2 separate regions of the Sus scrofa genome follow, and region 1 is linked to region 2. The links are chromatin contacts, called in public HiChIP or PLAC-seq maps. All regions are on one chromosome and are shown on one strand. Each heading gives the region's core, a stretch centred on a gene start, on an enhancer-like site or on the middle of the called end of the contact. The rest is flanking DNA. Distances are from core to core; before and after follow the strand shown. Region 1 holds the start of GMNN (geminin). Region 2 holds the start of C7H6orf62.

Region 1 (6,252 bases), core at 267-2,766, 61 kb after region 2:
AGGAGGCAAAGCAGAGGGTGAAACGCTTCAAAATCTGGGGGCTTCACAATTTTTTCCTAAAGAAGGCATCATTTCCTTTATGTTGAACTTAAAAAAAGTCAAACAACACTAAAATGAATAAAGTAAAAGTCTCTCCATGCCTTTCCAAAACTAACCAATAGTATTAGCAACTACATATAACATTGGGGGTAGGTGGGCTTCATGATACATCTAGAAACTCAATTCTCTTATTGCCTCTGTAGATTTCTAACTATGGTAACCTCTAGGTTCTAGCCTTCTGGTTTGGTTATCACTTTCATATGGAAGACATTTTTCTCTCCCAGCTTTTTCGTTCTGGAAAGAAATAACATTAGGTACTCTGCTTTATGCTATACTTAGTACAGACTACCTGAATGTAACTTTTTATATATTTTTAATATATACTTACTATTCGGGCTCTTTTCATCAGTGATGTCTTTTTACCACGTGGCTGAACGAAGAAATTAGAAGTCAGATTTACTACTTTGACTGGCTGGTGTTTCAAAGTCAAATTACACAGTACTTATACTTACCACGCTGATCATCAGAATTTTTACTCTGGAAACACAGTCGTCTAGGGATAGCTCTCCAACCAATGGATTGTTTCCCTTATTTAGAATTTAGATTTTCACGCTACATTTTCCCCCAAAGAAAACTAGAATCCTAGGACTATGCTTTGTATACTTTGAGCTCTTTCAAAAAGAATTCCAGTGGTGCAGGTGGCAGGAGGTGGGCACGCAGGATGGCAGGGTATGGGGCTAACAAAACATTTCCTAAAGGCGGTGCTAAGCATAGTCAGGAGATACTTCTTTCCTTCTGAGAATGACAATCCCACCAAAGTTAAGAAATGGGAAAAAAGACTTGTATTAATAGCTATGGTTGGTGTAAAAAAAGATTTAACAATACCCTGATAAACTGAAATGTACTATGCCCAGAAAGTTGAGAAGTTTGTGAAATGACTAGAAAAAAAAAAAAAAAGCTAGACGCAATTATCACTTAGGTTTTTCTGCTCCTTCAAATTGCAATAGCCATTGCATTCCGGTGCCTAGAACAGTACTTTGTACGAATATTAGGATGACTATTAGTATTCCTTGCAGGATTAGGCCTTCTGGCACTACTACAACACAATATAGTCATATACAAAGCGCCAAAATATAAACGGTCTTAACACATTTAGGAGGCCGTGGATCGAAGGCTTTACAGAACAAGTCCTGTACTATATATAAAATATTTTGTTCTCCCGATGTTTGTCTAGCGGGGGCAGACCTTTGCCCCGCTTGTAAAGAGCAAAAAAAACATTCGAATCTGGAGGAAGTTCCCAGTGCAGGTCGAAGTGCAAAAGCCGAGGGTACAAGTGACCCACGGAGTTAAGACCGCCGACTTCCCGACCCAAATACCTGCTACGCCCTACGCGCAGGCGCAGAAAAGGGAAGGGGGCCGAAGAGGGCGGAGGCGAAAGGCCATTCGCCGGATTCAGGTGGCCCCGCCCTCCGTCACGCGCCAGACGGTCACGTGGCCGCCCGGAGCCGGAGGGTGGAGTTTTACTCTTTTACAGTCGCCACCCGGCAGGAGTCCAGCCCCTGTGGGTACGAACGCGGGTTGGTTTTGGACCCTCTGCGAGGCGCCGCTACCACAGCTACCTGCGTTCGTTACAAGGATTTCCTGCTTCCACCCGGTAAGTGTGAGAGAGGTGACCAGAGAGAGTGGGTCGCAGAGGCTGCTGGACGAGCCACTTTGGGCTTCGGCCGGCCGGAAGTCGCGCACTCCGGTGACAGCTGCCGGAGTCTTAGTGAAAGGACTGTTGAACCGTCCCGGCAGCCGGGACGGGGGGGAAGGAGGTGAGGCTCGGGGCTGCCCCATTGGTTAGGTCGGTTTTTGGCGCGCTGTTCCTCCGCGCTCGCTATTGGCTGGCGCGCGCCGTCCCTGACGCGCGCTCTGCGGTTGGAGGGCCCCGGCGCGCGGCCCGGATTGTCCGCCCCTTGCTGGTTTCTCCCTCCCTGTGTCCCCAGGACTAGGTGGCGGGGTCGCGGGGTGGCTTGTGTGCAGCTGGTTCGTGTGAGGACACCAGCTTGGGCGTGCCTGGCTTTCGGGATGAGGCGGACCACCCTCTTGACCAGTAAGCAACTGGCGGTGACCCGAGGGGTGTCCCTGAATTCCGCGTCTCTCATTTAAAAAAAACTGGACTTGATGACATTTAGTTTCACCTGTTTATCAGAATTTCCTAGAACCCAGTGCTATGCTAGAGTTCAATCTAATTATTTTAAAAAATTAGATAAGGTAGTTCCCTTGTGGCGCAGCGGGTTTTGGAACCGGATTGTCGCTGTAGCGGCTTAGATTCGATCTGTGGCCCAGGAACTTCCACATACTGCGGGTGCGGCCAAAAAAAATTAAATAAAAAAAAACCCTAGGTAATAAAAAGTAAGTGAGGGTGTAAGGTTGTTGGCGGGAGTGTAATGAACAAGTGAAGACTTTTTTGTGTTGTTGTCTTTTTTGCCATTTTCTTGGGCCGCCCCCGCGGCATATGGAGGTTCCCAGGCTAGCGGTCGAATCGGAGCTGGCAGCTAGCTGCCAGCCTACGCCAGAGCCACAGCAAGGCAGGATCCAAGCCGAGTCTGCAACCTACACCACAGCTCACGGCAACGCCAGATCGTTAACCCACTGAGCAAGGGCAGGGATCGAACTCTCAACTTCATGGTTCCTAGTCGGATTTGTTAACCACTGAGCCACGACGGGAACTCCTACGTGAAGACTTGATTCTTGTTGCTGTTCATCTTTTAAAATCGTGGCATATACTAAAGCACATTTTTCACATAACGGTTTAGGACTCAACCCTCCAACTAAATTAGAACCTTCACGAAACACTATTTATTACTCACATGCCATGCATTTTGATGTTTTCTCATCTCTTCAGTTTTGTTCAGTTACATTTTTTCAAACACCTACTAAGTGATTTTGGAATCCCAGGCTGCCACCCGCAGTTTGGAAATCATTGTCCTGGCTCAGTTTAGTTGGTCCTGACCAGCATTTGCTTAACATGAAATAGAATGGAAAATAGGGTACATCACACAATTAGGTGAAGCTTTGTTTCCTAAGCTTTTTCGTTGGCATTTGTGTGCCCTAGGGCACGGTTTATAAAATGTATTCACGCGAGATGGATCATAGTCAAAAGTTAGAAAGCCACTGCACTGAGTAAAGGAAGGCAGGACCACAGAAATCAGGAAGATCTGTTCTTGGCTGGGAAGTTCAGAGTTATGTTTGGAGTGAGTCTGGCCCAGTGGTTTAGCAACATTACATACCGCTTTGTTCCCTGCTCCCTTTTCTTTGCTTCCATCAGTGTCTCCATGTGTGGTGGTGGTTAAACATTGCCTGCAAATATAAATACATAATCTAATTTGACTGGATATTAAGTCACAGTTAAGCTATTGCTGGTTTCCAGAGCCAAGTTTATGATAGCTTAAATCTGTGAAACAGCAAAGTTAGGATGCTCTTCTTTAATACATAGACTTGGGCATACCCAAGTCTCAGGTTTGTTCTTCCTGGTGACCATTTTCCACATCTTTCTGTATTTAATCCAGGTCACCAACATGTTTTGTAAATTTGTTTAGAATACAGATTTTTCCTTTTATAGCAGTATTCTTCTAGGTAGAATTGTGTGTGTGTGTTGTGTTTATGTGTATAGAGATACTAAGAGTCACTAGCTTTAGGCACTTTAACAAGTGACAGAGCTGAGTTTGGGCACAATGAGAAATGATAATTCCATCATTTTTCTTTGATTGTTTTGATTTTTATGATTGTACTTTCAACAACAAAAAAAACCTTTTCATGCAGTCTGTATTCTGCTTTTGAATGTGCAGTCTTCTGTTCCTGACCAGGTGTATAATGAATCCCAGCATGAAGCAGAAACAGGAAGGAATCCAAGAGAATGTAAAGGTATGTGATGCAATCACTTTAATCTCTTGTAGAGAGCATATGGTTAGATGTTTTTTGACACAATTTAGTCACATGTTATATATTACCTGGCTATAATTTCTGTAAACTTTGAAATACTAAATTTTCAGTGAGGACAAGTAACAATAAAGAACTTGTTTAAAAATTAATTATGGTTGCATATTAAGTTTTTTGACCCACATATATGGGATGTCTTTCCATCCATTTAGGTCTTCTTTTCTTTCAACAAAGTTATGTAGTTTTCATAGTTTTTGAGGTTTTCACTTTTTAAATTTTTTCTTAAGTATTGTTTTTTTAAGCTATTGTAGATGGAGTCATTTCCTTAATTAAATTTTTGGTGTGCCTACTATACAGAAACGCAGTCGATTTTTGTCTCTTGGTCTTGTATCTTGCAACCTTGCCAAACTTGTTTTTATTTAGTTCAAATAGTTTTTTAGTAGATTCCTTAGGATGTTCTATATATAAGACTATTATTGCTTTGTTTCTACTCTTAAATTTCATGCAATGATTTTATTAAAATCCTTGGTGTTTAGGTTAGCATCTTTGACTGCAGAGACACATTTTGCATTGTACTTTGTATAGTTTCAGGGTACATCATACTCATTACCATCTAACCTGCTTGTTTGCCACACCTTTTGAATCCTTGTATTATACAGTCACTGGAAACCTCCCAAATGTTTGTTTATAACAGTGAAGACAGAGCTTAATTTTGAGTCTGTAATTTTGACTGGCTTCACTCTTACAGTTCTAAATGAATGTACAGCTTAGCTAGGTCTTATCATAGAATTTAGACTAGATCTATTCTCAGGATTCCTGAGAATGAGACCACATTGTCAGGAAGGCGTACCAGTTTGCAGACTTAAACTGAATAGTATAAATAAAAAGCTTTTCGTAAATGATAGCAGTTGCTTTTTTGATAAGTTGTTTACCTTGTCTTAGTATCTTCCTTACATTGTTTTTCTTGAATAATACTTTGTGTTGATAATTTGTGAATTTGATTCCATCAGCTATTCAGGATGATGACATCTTCCCACTGTTTTGTATGTATGTTTTTAAGCTTTTTATAATGAAGATTTTTAAATACTCAAAAATAGAGTCAATAGCATTTCAATTTACTTCCCCCATTTTCAACAATTATCAGTGTATGGCCAGCCTTGTTTCATCACCATCTCCATTCACTCCCCCTTTCCTCCACTGATTTATTTTGAATCAAATCCCAGACAAATAATTTATATAATTTCAGCAGATAGTAATATTTAAAGAGAAATCTAATATTTACTAGCTGCAGTATAGCTATCTGAGATATAAAAGGACCTGGTTCTGCCTCCAAAACTGTGATGCTAGGTGAGTTATTTAGGATCTCAGCCTCAGTTTACTTAATCTGTAAAATGAGGGAATTGGACTGGAACTAGGTCTGTAAGAGTTCACGTTAGGAGTTCATGGATTCCCAAAATTCTGTAGGATTGTGCTCTTGTTTGTGTGTGTGTGGTTATTTTGTTTTGTTTTTTTCTTTTTGAGGGAGTTCACAAAATCTCAAATTGTTTTCTAAAAAGATTAAGACCCATTAATATATAAGAATCTTTTCCGTAAAGAGTTTATTACTCTACTGCATGTGATGTGTGTAAATAAAATGCCTTTGGGGGGGCTGGATGCTATAAGTCTTACAGGTGTGAAAGTTAAATCTTAGAAATGGTCGTTTTTTGGTTTCAGTAATTTAGCTGGCTTTTTTGGCCTTTATTGGTAGCAAGCATTTAAATGAATTAGTACCTCCTATTATTAAGGTTCCAAATTGTATTTTCTTGTATTTGTCTGGAGACTGTTGATTCTTCTATAATCTAAATTGTATCTGAAATGTTGGTGTAATATTTGTTCTCACAGTAGCTGGCATTTGTTCTGCAGTTAAATAGTGAGATAATAATCAGCAGTAGCAGCTTTACCGTGGGAAAGGTAGACTCTCGTTCTGTGGAGCATAGTGTGGAATCAGTAACTTTCTCACGCTGCTTTGGTATCATGTTCTTGCTGACCTTGTTTGAGTATTCACCATTGTTTGCTATCCCATGGTGCCAGTATAACTAATGATTTTTTGCAAAAATAGAGAGCTCTTTTAGATGAGGAAATATACAGGAAGGTATTTACATATTACAAGGAAGGCATTATTTTCTTCAAAACAATACCTTGGGCACTTTAGAGTTTTAGTATGCCTCAAGCGCTGGCATTTTCACAGTCTGCTAATGAATGGGGTTGAAGCAAAACTGCTTCTACAGACAGGTAAAAATTGAAGAGGGG
Region 2 (6,185 bases), core at 3,389-5,888:
TCCTCCTCTGAAAAAAAGAAATCCCAACGAACACTATAAAACATTAATCAGTCACAGCAACAACATACACAGTTATCAACACAGTAACGTATAAGAAAGTTATCCATGTTTTAAATTCAACTTTTAAAGGGATAGTTAACTACCCATTCTTAGGAGGAAAACAAACAAATAACGCAAGCTTAACTCACAAAAACCTATCAAATCAAGACTTAAAAACAGGACTTACCCTTCTCATAGACTGGTATCGAGGAGCATGGAGCTGTACCACATCCTTCTGTAAAAGCTCTATGGAACTTTCCAAGGAATAGCTGGAATCTCGCACACCTTTCAGGATATTTTCTTCATAATTATTTGTCATGACTGGTATAACCTCAGACACTTCAAAAAGTGCTGATTTTTTCTTCTACAAGAAAAAAATAAGAGCTGTATTAACCCACTGGTAGCACGTCTCTGAACACCCAGGGTTCATATTACATAAATGTCATGTACCTTTAACTCAGCAAAATTCTTAAATGAAGTCATTTTTGTACTGAAAACAGATTTTCAAATAGGTGGATCATTCTGCTCTTCCCCCAACCCCTTTAACTCCCCAACCACACATAAATAGGAGAATATTTATCTGCAGGGTTTTATAGCATTATGGTATCCATAACAAATACTTTAAACAATAGAGCAAATATTTTAAACAATATTTAAAAACAAACACCAAATACCCATAAGGTTAAAAAAGCAAGTTACCCTTGATATAATTTAACTGGTTCTACAGACAGCAAAATTACAATCTCCGTTTAAAAACAAAGCTCTTAAGACAAATTAACTGTTTTATTCCTTGAAAGGGTCAATTTCCATTACTCCTTCTGGATATTATATAACTACAAGTGTCAATATTCAAAGGAAGGGAAAAAAAATGTCTACCAAATTTAGTTTAAAAAAAGTCTTCAAATTTAGTTAAGACCAAGGGCTCATCAATTTAGGTTACAGAATTCAGAACTGCTCAGGACAACTGCCTGAGTACTGTCTGGCCATAGAATAAAAGCAGGTTTTCATAGGCATTAGAAGAACTAGGTGGTGTAATCTGAGACATCTTAATGATCAAATGCAAAGATATAGTCTCACTACTCACATCTTGTATTTTTTCCAGTGAACCTACATTATAATTGCTTGTAATTATCTCTTCTTATCAATTCTGCAGTCAACTTACTAACAACAAAAAAAAGTAAACCCATGATACTGCCCTATTTGGGACAATCATTTCAAAACCAACCACTTGTGAAAACACTCTAAAATGCTATACTCTAGCAGCTAAGAGCATTCTTAAATACTAATAACAGTAGGATAAAAATCAGGAAACTTTCAAGTATCAAATAGATACCATACCAAGATGTTTCTGATGTGAAATTAGCTCATAATTTAAGCCCCAAATCAAAGTAGTATTCCCTTAATGTCATCATCTAACCTCATTCAAATATAGATCGATTAACAAACTATCCATTTAAGTTGCAGAAAAATCTACTGCTTTTTTTTTTTTTTGGCTGTGCCCAGGTGTAGAAGTTCCAGAGCCATCACTGACAACATCAGATCCTTAACCTGCCAGGCCATGAGGGAATTCCTCCCCACAAACATTGCTTTTATTATGTTCTCCTTGACTATTCACAACCCATTATTTGCTTCTGAAGTGTGGAATTAATCCTGATTAAGACCAAAAAAACCAAAAAATTAAACTGCTTTTGGTCATTCTTAATAAATTGCACTTCTAAACACAAATTAACCATTACAGTAATTTACTGTTGCTAAAAATGAAGGCACACTTTTATTTCATTACATGTACCATGAGAAAAAGCACCTACAACATGGAGCTGAAGAACCAGGCTGCTCTCAGCATATAAATATTTTGATTCTATTACTTTCAAATATTCTATAGACAGTCTTTAAATTCAGTTATCAAGTTCTCTATGTAACTCCAGGTAAAGGAAATATATTGTAAAACATAAATGAGCTTGACGATGTTACCCACCTCACGTTAACTAAAAGTGGATCTATACTAAAGCTTTGGAATTATTTCCAAACCAATGAGTACTGAAGCCTTCCATTCAGTTATACCACAACTCCTCCGAGAGAACACCCCTTAAGGGTCAAAGCATACAAATGTAGACTTGTCAACCACTCTTTAACCTAACAACTTTATACACTTAGAATAATCACTTGGGCTAATTCACATTAAGAACTTTAAATTACCTTCTCCTTGAATACAAAGGCAATATACATCTTGAAGTCAAACTGGTCAGCTAGAGATTCTTTTTTCTTTCTAAGCTGAGCACGTAGTCTGTTCAGAGCTTGTTTCTTCCGGGAGTTTGGGTCCCCCATTTTGAAATACAGGTGGTACTAAAGCCTTTGGAAATTGTCACTAAACTATGGGCACTTTTCTTAAGACTCAAGTACAACAGAAACAAGTCATTTTTTTCCTGCTAATATGATTGGATAGCTAAAATCAGGACTGTAACCAAAAAACTGCACCTTCTGGCAATATTAGCAGACTGTCATATTACAGGGTCAAGAAACAAAAGCTGCTGTCCAGTCATGTTTGGACAATAAAGTTTGGGATTGGATGGGAAAAAGGAAAGGGAGGAAGGAAAGAAAGAGGAGGAAATGCTTGAACTAACTTTTTAGAAAACACATTTGGCTCAACTGCCAAAATAAAGGTGGGGAAAATGAAAAACCTATTAATAGGATTTAGGTGTGCAATAAAACACAGCTGACACCAGTCCAATCCTTAAAATCCATCCGGATTTTTTTCCCTTTTTTTGGAGAAGAGATCATGAAAAGGAATAGGGAGGGGGAATGTAATCCTTTCCAAATATCAAAAAAAAGTAAAAAAAAGCCACCAAAATAATCCCCCCAAACACCAAAACAGGGTAGGCGAATGAAACTGAAATATCCAATTGAATTTTACCCAACCAGATCCATGGCTGTGGTACCTAATTAACTCTTAGTTATTTCAGATTTCACTATTGCTATGTATTGTCAGTGCCTGTTATTGATTACACTTGGTAGTGAGCAAAGAGAAAAGTGCAAAATCGGTAGAGAAGGAAGGGGAGAGGTACAGGGTTTCCCTGCAATCAACTACAGTGTATACCGGGGGCGGGCAGCTGTTGCCCAAAGGAGCCATAAGAAAAAACAGCGGAGTCACTGCCAACTTCCCCATCACCCACATTTTCACCCTCAGGCGGCTGCTAATGCTGCTGCCAAGGAGAATCATGATGGCAGAGGGAAAGGGGGGCTTAATACGATATAATGATTCCGGCTCTGTGGTTAGACCTGATTAATGCCCGGGTTCCCAACAGCCCCAGTCCTGCAATGAGTCCTACATGCCCCGAGGGAGCCTTCCCTATGAATTTGCCCCCGTGCAAGACCGTGGGGAGTGCAACTTATCTTCTTGCGAGCATTGCTGAGGCAAAGGTGGCGGGTTCTTCTCCCAAATCCCAGGCAGTGCCCGGGGACCACCTGCCTTCCACCTCCCAGGTCCCACCCCCACCCTTTGCCTTCAGCTGCAGCGACTCACTCGCACCACGGGAGACACTGGATCACTCGAGTTTTCACTCATTTCATCGTGGCAACAATACCCGCCCGGGTAGAGGAGGCGGGAGAGGGTAAATGGGAAAGATCAGTGGGAAGAAAAGAAAATAGTTGCGTTAATATTAATTACTTTTTAAAGTATGCCCACCCCCCCAAGAAAAAAAGAAAACAAGTTCCCGGATTCCGCTAGCTCTCACGTGGAACAGACCATGTTTCCCCAGTTTGGATCGTTTAGGGCGGGGTCGTTAGTTGGCTTCCCCAAGGGGCAGGGGGTGGACCCCAGATAGCTGGGGTGGGTGACGGGGAAGTCCCCTCCCTGTCCCCGCGGAGACCGGGACTCACTGACCGACTCTCGGGCGGGGTTCGGGCCCTCTAGCCGCAGCCTGCGGGCGGAGCGGTGGCGGCGGCGGCGGAAGAGAAGGCGGCGGCGGGGGCGCTGCTCGCAGCACGGGCAGGAGCCATGTCAAGAGAAAACCACCAGCCAACTGAGCCCCTCCATCCCCGCTGCAGTGCGCACTGTGACCGGGCCGCCCGCGCTGCTGCCGCCGCTCAGCCCCGACCTGGGCCCCATAGTCTGGCTCGGCGCCCCGGGCGGCGGCGAAGGGGGAAGGACGCGGGGACGGCGGAGACGACGAGAGAAAGAGAGGAGCAGGAAGAGGAATGAGGAGGAAGAGGGGGGGGTCGGAGTTGTACTGGCGGCGGGGGGGAGGGGAAAAAGGGAGGGGAGCCCTGCGCTAAGGGGGTCTGTCAGCGAAGTAAACCCCCCCAAATAAAGTTATTGCAGTTCCAGCATCTGCTCTGGAGTCTTTCTTCTCCCCAAGGGTCGCGTCCCGTCTCTCAGGAAATAAGGTCGAGGAAACCCGGAGGGGGGAAAAGCCGAAGCGAAGGGTGGGCGTCCGCGGTGACCCAGCCTCGATCCCCCCCACCGGTGGCTGCGGAAGCGGCGGCAGCGACCTCGGGCGCCTCCCGGATCCGGGGCAGAATCGCGTTTGAGCAGGGACGCGAGAACAAACAACTTAAAATGGCAGCGACGGCCGCTGCGTCACCCGCCCCTCACCGGCACCGCCCAGAACTCTCTGCGGCGGCGCACCCCCGCGGGCCGCCTCCATCTGCGCAGAAGTGAAGGGGGAGAAAAGACTGGTGGGAGTAGGAAGCTTTGTGTGGTTATCAAGGAAGAAGGAAAGAAGAGCAGGAGAAGGTGTGAGCAAGCTTTTAAAAGGGTGACTCTTTGAAATTAAACTTTTTAGGTAATATTCCCGCCTCAAAGGGGAGTTTGAGGATGAAGACTCCCCTCTTGCCCAGTAGGGAGTTTCCATAGGGCGTGGAAAGGAACTACCCATTCTCCCTCCGCCCCCTCTGTCAGGAGGGCCCAGTCTCCGGAGTTGGCCACTCGCCACCCTCCCACCGCCGTCGTCATAAAGCCACGCCCTTATGCCCTCCCCGACCAGGCACCCGGATGGGCTCTCTCTTCCCGGGTCTCCGCCTTGGAGACTCCGGCTGGGCGCGGGAGGACGGGGCGGAGCCGGTGGGCGGAGAGTCTGCGAAGGTGGGGCGGGGTGAAGGAGGAAAAGAAAGTGTGTATTGGACGAGTAGGCGGAGATTCTCCTTTTTCCTCGTAGTGGCTTTATTTCTAACCCACTGATTGGTAGTCCTTTTGGGGGGGGGGTCGGCCCCGCGGTATCCTGCTACTGAGAGTTAATCTCCAATACTTGGAATCTAAACAGCGTGCACAGAAGGTGGCTCATGCTTTCTGCTGCACGCTGGCTCCGTCGCACAAGGCTCTGTCCCCCACCTCGCCACGTGCGCAGGGAGAGAGGGCGTTAAAAGGTCGAAGACGCCGTTGGAGCGTTGCTGCCGTGCCTTAGGAGAGAAACGGCTGACCTGCCTCGTGGAGCATTTTAAACCTACTTTATACAACACAATTTCTATGGTGATCCCTCAGGACCCTAGACTTAGGGCTTGTCCCTTACGTGGTTTTCTGTCTTCCTCAAAATATGAAGAGAGGGGACTGGGAGACGGACTCACACATCTCTGATCACACGTCTTTGGCACCAAGGGGCACTGAGTCCCAATTTTCAGAGCTCCAACGTGCCTATAAAAACTCAGTTAAATAATCAGAAAAAAAAAAAAAGTAATCAGCTAAGGTCAACCTTCAACAAAAGCAAAACCTACATAATCCTTTATGACCTACTCTCTGATGAAATTTTAGAACTCTCTTGATTGTCCATATTACTGCCCTTCACTTGGTAAAATCAAAATAGATTGCCTATAATGATATTTTTTTCACCTATGAGCCAAAATAATAATTTGACCCTTAGAATAAATTGTTCACAACTTAAGGGTGAGATTCCTGAGGTTTCCAAATGATTATTAACCTTGAAAGATAAATCTAGCATTTGGCTAGTATTTTCCCTGATTGAATTTCGCAATCACATAATGATAACTGTTAAGAAAACTCACATGGGTAAAATTGAGGATTTCTGGCAGTTTATGACATTGTTTTAAAAAAAACATAAAAGAGGAGCTCCCGTCGTGGCAAAGGGGAAATGAATCCCACTAGGAACTATGAGGTTTCAGGTTTGATGCCTGGCCTCACTCAGTGGGTTAAGGAT

What was found. HiChIP or PLAC-seq counts read pairs in DNA pulled down with a chosen protein or histone mark.
Region 1: an H3K27ac HiChIP or PLAC-seq map of alveolar macrophages shows a contact between it and region 2. The contact joins the promoter of GMNN here to the promoter of C7H6orf62 in region 2. A contact is called at or near these places in 1 of 5 promoter capture datasets (fetal liver), 10 of 47 Hi-C or Micro-C datasets (alveolar macrophages, blood, brain and 4 more) and 1 of 2 datasets of contacts at active chromatin or transcription factors (alveolar macrophages).

Annotation. Positions count from the first base shown.
Region 1 is chr7:19,584,452-19,590,703 of Sscrofa11.1, forward strand. GMNN (geminin) reads left to right here and starts at 1,517. Exons shown (of 7, transcript XM_003128203.5): 1 at 1,517-1,693; 2 at 3,891-3,948. The coding sequence starts at 3,898.
Region 2 is chr7:19,520,267-19,526,451 of Sscrofa11.1, forward strand. It overlaps C7H6orf62, which reads right to left and starts at 4,639. Exons shown (of 5, transcript XM_001928389.6): 1 at 2,236-4,639; 2 at 227-403. The coding sequence starts at 2,364. It also overlaps the pseudogene LOC110261734.